2 separate regions of the Rattus norvegicus genome follow, and region 1 is linked to region 2. Evidence: chromatin contacts called from public Hi-C data. All regions are on one chromosome and are shown on one strand. The core of a region is the stretch at or near the end of the contact, and the rest is flanking DNA. Distances in the headings are between cores, read along the strand shown.

The links. Hi-C and Micro-C count contacts between places; a contact is called where the count stands out from the background.
Region 1: a contact with region 2 is called in a Hi-C map of the A7r5 cell line, with 6 times the contacts expected there. The contact joins two enhancer-like sites. A contact is called at or near these places in 6 of 12 Hi-C or Micro-C datasets (the A7r5 cell line, the Rat2 cell line, Schwann cells and 3 more).

What each region holds. Positions count from the first base shown.
Region 1 is chr10:92,168,409-92,172,361 of GRCr8, forward strand. No RefSeq gene overlaps it. Among named protein-coding and RNA genes, the nearest start is that of Milr1, 17 kb to the right of the region's middle. Within about 2 kb of position 1,348, at least 15 of the 93 cell types and tissues checked have an H3K27ac peak or open chromatin away from gene starts, as enhancers often do.
Region 2 is chr10:91,849,021-91,852,825 of GRCr8, forward strand. It overlaps Ern1 (endoplasmic reticulum to nucleus signaling 1), which reads right to left. Exons shown (of 22, transcript NM_001191926.1): 9 at 3,185-3,263; 10 at 1,994-2,159. Among named protein-coding and RNA genes, the nearest start is that of Icam2, 36 kb to the left of the region's middle. Within about 2 kb of position 1,306, at least 3 of the 93 cell types and tissues checked have an H3K27ac peak or open chromatin away from gene starts, as enhancers often do.

The DNA of each region.
Region 1 (3,953 bases), core at 98-2,597, 320 kb after region 2:
TCTAGGCCAGCCAAGTCTATACGGTAAGACCCTGTCTCAGAAATATATAAAATAATATTTTTAGCCTTGTATGTGCATATGTTTGGGCATATGAATGCCACATCATATATGGGGAGGTCAAGGACAACTTTGTGGAGATAAGTCTCTCCTTCTACCTTTATGGGCATTATGGCGGTCAAATTCCAGTTGCCAGGTTTCCACAGAAAGCATTTCCACCCCCAAGCCGTCTCGCTGCACCCTATGCGGGGTGTTGACTGGTTTTCTGGCACACGAATCTGCACAGGTAACAAAGCTACACAGAGTATCACCCACAAGCAGACACAAAGAACACACGTAATACCAAGAAGAGTCTGATCTCTGGGTGGACTCCACGGGAATTCCCACCCTCGAGGTGTTTAAGACAGGGTCCTGTGTGGGGCTGGCTGGTCTTGAGTTCACATCCATCTTCCTCCTCCTGCTTAGTTCATGTGTTACCATGACTACCGACACCGAATATTACCATTGAGGGAGCAGGACGAAGGGTTAGCCCATACCGTTCACTACACATGAACATGAACATTTTATTGTCGAGATTTAAAATACCTTCTTTTGAAAGGGGAGGGAGGCAGTCTCCTGTCCTTGGAGGATATAAGGGCTGAGGCCACTGTTGTCGGGGTATCACAGCATCTCTGGGACTCCCAGAGTCTTAGGCTCTGTCGGACTTTGTGAGACCCTTTAGGCTGTAGAGCGTAGTGTGGAAGTCCCCTATTTCTGCTGGTTCCCAAGCACTCAGAGGAGCATCCTCTGGGCCAGAAGAGGCGAAGTGAGCTGTGCTAAAGGCCTTACCACCAAGGACTAGCATTGTCCTTAGCACCTGGTGATATGATTGGCCAGTGACTGCCAGGCCTGGCAGTGAGTTGAAACATCCTAAGGGGCTTCCTTCATTGTCTCTGGGACCCTCTTAGTGCTTGCCCAGTGACCTTTTGATCCCCAAATCTGGCATAGGTATATGAAGCCCTCACCTGCAGCTTTAATCGGAGAACAGATTCCTACTGAGGTCTCCCAAGCTGGTAGCACCCATAGTGAGACTTTGACCACACAAAGGGCCTTGACATTTCGGTTCTCGGCTACCTGAGAACTATAGATCCATTTTTAACCCCCTGACTCCAGAGGCCCCTGAAGGAAGGAGAAGGCTGGGCCACTGAGGCTGTATTGTTCTGTGCCAGCATTGTTCAGGTCCTCGCTGACCCAGAAGGCCCCTGGAGCCCAGGGGAATCCAGCCTGATTGTTTTTCCCAAGCCCCGGTCCTTCAGGTGTGAGTGGCAGTGCTGAGGCCACGTAGGTTACTGTGGCATTTCTGCGGCAGGAAAGAGGAAGGAACTGTGACCTGCGCTGCTGTGGCATCAACAATGCGTCCCCAACAGCAGTGGCAGGGACAGCGGAAGAGAGCTCCGTTTCCATAGCGATAAATCACTGGGAAGGGAGCTAGCTCCAGGATTTTTCCCTTCTCTGGGTTCCCTGCAAACCCACACCAGGCGCCAGGGTGGTTGGAAGCCCCAGCCTCTAAGTAGTGTGTCTGGGTCTTCAGAAACACAAGTCCAACATGGCCTGGTAGGGAAGCACGTACAACCCCAGAATTCCTGACACTGAGGCAGGAGAATTAGCTGGTTTTGACTGGGCCACATAAGGAGTTCCAATCCAGCCAAGATTACAGAGAACAAGGAAGACCTTATCTCAAGACAACAAAAAGCAGGTAGGGTGGCTCAGTGGATAAAGAGTAGCTGCAGCCAAGTCTGATGATCTGAGTTCAATTCCTGGTACCCACATGGTGGAAAGTGGGAAGGAGAGACCCAATGCCAGCAAGCTGTCCTGTGTCCTATGTGCACTATGTCAGAAATAGTCAGACAGACAGACATACATGCACGCGTACGCGTGCGCACACACACACACACACACGCACACACGCGCGCGCGCGCACACATGCGCACACATGGACACACATTTTGGGTATTTTGTTTGTTTGGTTGGTTTGGTTTTTTTCAGGCAGGGTTTCACTACATAGCTGTGGCTGTCCCGGGACTCACTCTGTAGACCACGCTCGCTAACCTCAAACTCACAGAGATCAGCCTGGCTTTCCCTCCCAAGTTCTGGGATTAAAGGCATGCGCCACCACTGCCCAACTTCAAACATACAATTTTTAATGCCAAAAAGGAAAGAAAAAGTTCCTATCCCAGCCCTCTCTCCTTTTTTGTTTGGTTTTATGTTTGAGCCAGGCTCTCCCTGGCTGTCCCGGAACTCACCAGGCCGGCCTCAAACTCACAGAGCTCTGCCTGCCTCTTCCTCTTCACCAGCCACAGTGCCGAGATGAAAGGAGTACACGCCTTGGGCAGCTTGTTGATCTCTGCTGTGGTTTTAAAGTAGAAGTCAAGGGTCTGAGAGATGCTTCAGCTGCTGGAGATGTGAGCCTTGGAACCTGCATTCCACCTCAGAATCCAACCAAAGGTAGAAGCCGAGAGCCAGTTCCACAAAGCTGCCCTCTGACCTCCATGCACACCGTGGCACGCGTGCCTGTGTACACACTCCACGCACTCACACACGGGACAAAAATTTTAAAAGACAAAAAGGCAAGAGTCAGGCGTGTGGCGTGGTGTATGTTCACAGTCCTACCGCTTGAGAGACTGAGGCAGGAGGGCGGAGAGACGGCTCATCAGTGAACACTTCTGCTCTCCCAGAGGGTTTGTGACTCCATAGGACACCTGGGATGCATAGGACCCATGGACATACATACAGGCAAAATGACACACAGATTAAATAAGTGGATAAGTACTAAAGGGGCCATCTTTATGAGTACTCCCTGGTCGAAATGCTTTGACATTCTTTTTCTTCTTTTGACATAGGTGTTCTCTGTGTAGTCTTGGCTGACCTGGAGCTTACTCTATAGACCAGGCTGTCATGCTGTGACTATAACGGGTGTTTAGCAAAGGTGTCTCATGACTGGTTATGCTTTAGCCCCTGAGCACACTGCTAGGCACATTATCCTGAATATTTCCTTTGGTTATACGTCCCTTTCAGACTGGCCCAGACAACAAAGGACCAACATTTTGTCAGAATAGCATGTGGTAGGCTCAAATGGCCTTTCTGAATGTCTGCCATCCCCTCCCTTCCTGCCTGTCCTGGCTGGAACTGGGAGAGATCCCACCTTCAGTTCTAGGCCACCAGGTTCAGCCTGGCCACAGCTGTAAATTGCTAAGAGATCCAATTAACCCGCCCACCTGCAACCCAGAGGCTACAGGCAAACTCCACCGAGGGCTGCTTTCCCTCTGGCCTCACTTGAAAATGAAATCAAATCCTACATGCAAATGATTTAGCACTAACTAAAATGTGCAACAGGCAGTTCTCGACACATAGGAATAGTTATCTCCTCTGGGCATGGTGGCATTCAAGAGGAAGAAGCAGGAGGATCTCTGTGAGTTCCAGGACAGCCAGAGCTACACAGAGAAACCCCGTCTCCAAAACAAACAAACAAACAAACAAACAAACAAATATAACAAAACAAAACAAACCTGGGCTTGGGGCATGGTGGAAAACGGGCAAAGGGGAACTTCTGGGGTGATGGAAAGTTTCTGAGACTGAATCGGGATGCAAGCCGCATATATTTACAACATAGAGTCCTTAGACTTAGTAAAAAAAAAAAATGAAGGTTGCTCAGCTAAACTTCAGATAACAAGATGTAGTTTATTTGTTTTTTTGTTTTTTTCGGAGCTGAGGACCAAACCCAGGGCCTTGCGCTTGCTAGGCAAGTGCTCTACCACTGAGCTAAATCCCCAACCCCAACAAGATGTAGTTTTAAGCCACTGCTATAGACACACACAGGCCTGTGATCCAAGCTACTGGAGTGGCTGACACAGGAAAAGCCCAAGTCGGGGGCTGATGGGCTTCAGAGTCCGAATCAATTGTAGATAACTACCGATTGA
Region 2 (3,805 bases), core at 56-2,555:
GACCACACCTTTGGATGTAATTAGATCCATTTTCTTTTCTTTTTTTTTTTTTTTTTTTTTTTGGTTCTTTTTTTTCGGAGCTGGGGACCGAACCCAGGGCCTTGCGCTTCCTAGGCAAGCGCTCTACCACTGAGCTAAATTCCCAGCCCCTATCTTTTTTTTTTTTTTTTGGTTCTTTTTTTCGGAGCTGGGGACCGAACCCAGGGCCTTGCGCTTCCTAGGCAAGCGCTCTACCACTGAGCTAAATCCCCAACCCCGAACCATTTTATTTTCAAGGTGAATGTGGGGTAGACTATTTGCAGTCTTCCACAGGACCCAACGGCCATACTTGACATTAGCAGGTATAACCCGTGGCCCTGCCTATGAGAGGCTGTTGTGTACTCCCACTGACCTATTTTAAGCTGACCAGCTATAGAGTTCCTCACAGGGGACCTGAGAACTGTAAGGGCCTTACTCAGCTCTCTCTTAGAAGTTTGTTAGACTTCCTAGTCATCTTACTCTGACGATTTATAGAGATTTTAAAGGGATCTTATATTCTGCCGTGGAGACTCCTCTTGTTCATTTTTAGTTCTTTCATACACACTTCCTTTGTGCTACTTCCTAACCACTGCCAGGCAGTTTATGGGCCCTTAATAGGTACATAAACTGAGTAGCCTTGTAGTTTTAATGAGCTCTGCTCAATTAGCTCTCCCTTCCCACCAGCATGGATCCAGTCATACGTACTTTCTCAAACTACTTATTTCTGAGAAGAAAAGAGTTCTTGTATTATTTTCTTTGCTTATATTTGATACACACACAGCTACAAAGAATTAAAAGGCACAAAGAACAGGGTCTTTTAGATGACCTGCAAATGGATGACCAGAGCTCAAGCACAACCAGTTTCCCCTGCAGCTCCTAGGTATTCATATTCTGGTCCAGACCCATTGCTTGGCAGTTCCTGCTGCTTCCTGGGCCCACACTTTTAGTCACCCACATCTACTCTAGCCTGTTGCTACTTACTCCCTCTCTCATGTTTAGGCTAGATCATCAGAGTTGGTGTGTGTTGTTGGAAGGGGGTGGGGGCACGGGAAGGGAAGATATGATTTAAGAAAATCCCATGCTGCTCTATTTACTTAGGACACTTGCCAGGGACACCATCACCCCCACTTTTGCCTTTGTTTGCAATGCTCAGCGCCTTGGGGTGTCATCTCAACCTCTTAGCTTTGTAGCCAGGCCTTTAGGTCAACCCCAGGGTCATGGACAGTGATGTCAGCAGTGATGGGAAGAAGAGAAAAGGTAAGGGCCAGGGTGCAGCCCAGAGTCAAGCCTGCTCAGCATGCCTAAGGTCCTTGTCCCGCCTCAGCAAAGGGACAATATTACGGGAGGGAGCAAAGGAGTTAAGCATGGTAGTGCACACCTATTAGCCAAGCACTGGGGAAGCACAGCCTGCATAGTTGAGGGTAGCCTGAGTAACCTTGCAACAATATGAAACAAACCAAAAATTTACACTGAGAAAAAGAAACTCCCCTAGAGCCATTCTGTGATGGCCCAAGAACAGCTCAGACTCTTCACAGCTGTTGGGTCTAGTTTCTCCTCAGATGGCATAAGTATTTTGCCTTTCTTTCACAACTGTCAATCATCATGAGTCTTAAACTTGTCCTGTCCAGCCTCTTATCCCCACTCATTCCTATTCAAATGACAGTATTCTTAGTTACACAGTGGAAATGACAAGGGCACCCACCTCACATGGTCACTGTGAGAGACCCGGAGCAGACTTTGCCTGAAATCTACATCAAGTGCTTCAATCTTGGAGAGAAACTGGTTTTTTTGAGACCTGATTAAGTAGCCTGGAACTCTGGAACTCCTTGGAAATAATAATATTCCCAGGCCTAAACATTTTGAAATGGACGGAGCACACAGTGCATTCAGAATGAAGAGCATCAGTAAACCAACAGGGCTGCCTTTTGCCCACCAGGGGGCAGCATGTTACCACCCAGCAAGAAGCCGCTCTTACCTATGAGAAGCCAGTAATTCCTCAGGTAGTTCAGCTTGCTCTTGCCTTTGAGTCCAGGGTCAAACTTGAGGTCTGTGCTGGGAGTGATCACACATTCTCCTTTGTCTCCAATGGTGACACCATCTGTCTGGGGTCCTTCGAGCAAAGGAAGAGTGCTGCCTCGAGGCTGTGGGGAAGGGATATGGTGAGCTGGAGGGCTGGCAGGAGTTTCCCTAGGTCCTGCAGCACATCCTCTCAACCATTGTTCCCTAAAGGGACAGTTGTGGCTTATGCAGCTCAACAATCATCAACCATTAAAGCATGACACAAAGACCCTGGGACCAGGCAAGGAAGCTCTACTGACATCTTTTCAGATCTTTTGTTAAAGACAGAACTCGAGCAGCCCAGGCTGTTCTTGAACTCCAGATTCTCCTGTTTCCATCTCACAAATGCTGGGATTACAGGCATCAACTATCATGTCTGGTCCTGCCATGTCAGATTTTTTCTGTTTGGTATTGAGAACCAGGAAGATCATGCATTATAAAACTCCAAGAAGCTACTATTAGAAATCTACGAAACGATGTAAGAATCTATACGGTCACAGACAATGCAATTGACAGTGTGGAATAAACCACAGACACCGGTGAGTTAATAGAGTCACGAGTGGCCTCACGGCTATGCAGCCGACCCACTCACCAGGCAGACAGGACAACCTGCCCAGGGAGTAGCACGTCAGGAGTACAATGTCCAAGTCTCTCGGTGAGGATGCTCGAAGCAGGCTGGAGAAGCCTGAGGAGGCATGGGGCACTCAAAAAGGGTTTGAGCAGGGGAAAGGAAGTGAGAGACCAGCAACCAGAAAAAAAATAGGGAAGTCTGGGTGATCGTGGAAAACACGATGCTTGTCTGAACCATGCAACCCCTCAAAACTAGCAGAGTGGTAGCTAGGCGTGGTGGGACTAGCTTGAAGAAAGCCTGAAGGTTAGATCTGAACACAGACCCATGGGGAGCGAGTGCTTCCTGGCTTCAGGATGCTACTTCTGTCAGCATCTGCTTTAACGTAGGATGTGGATTGGTAGAAGCTGCCCATGATTCATTCAGCTCTGCGTTTCCCTTCTTAACCAGATGTTTACATAAGACTCAATGTCACTTTTTGCTAAAAAAGGAACAAAAGTAGTCAAGAGACTGCATCTTTGGGTCCCGCAGTTGACTCACCACAACAGCGACCCCCTCGTGCACCATCGAGGGCGAGGCATAGAGGCTGGTGGAGTACTTCCCCACATACAGAGTGGGCCTGAGGGAAAACAGAAACACACATTCTTAAGTCATTTTATGGTCAAACCATAAACTGTGGCTTTTATGATATCAGAACCATAGACTCAAGTATCACTGGTCACATATGAACCAAGCAATTCCCACAAGGAAACCATCAAGATGGCAGGGGTACTGTAGAGTGACAGGGCAGTAGGACTTCAGGCCCCAGCTCTACCTGTCACCTACAGAACAGAGAGCCTCTTTTCCTTGCCTCCAAATGCCAGGACTGGACTAGACTGAGTCCAGTGCAGCCTGAGGAAAGGGCTGGATTGATGACTAGCAGGGGACCGAGTACTCAGCACCTGCACCAGTCCTCAGGTGACTGAGCCACCACACTTGGCATCAGCACGCTGCCGTGGGCTTTTGAGGACTTCAAGGGTTCCGCAGAAAGAAGAACAGGGAACTGCTCCATTCCAGATGCTGAGAGCAAAAGGAATGTACAAGATACATAAACCAGGAGGGTAGTGTGCACCTGTAATCCCAGGACACACAGCATATTTGGGGCAAGCCTAGGCTCACGAG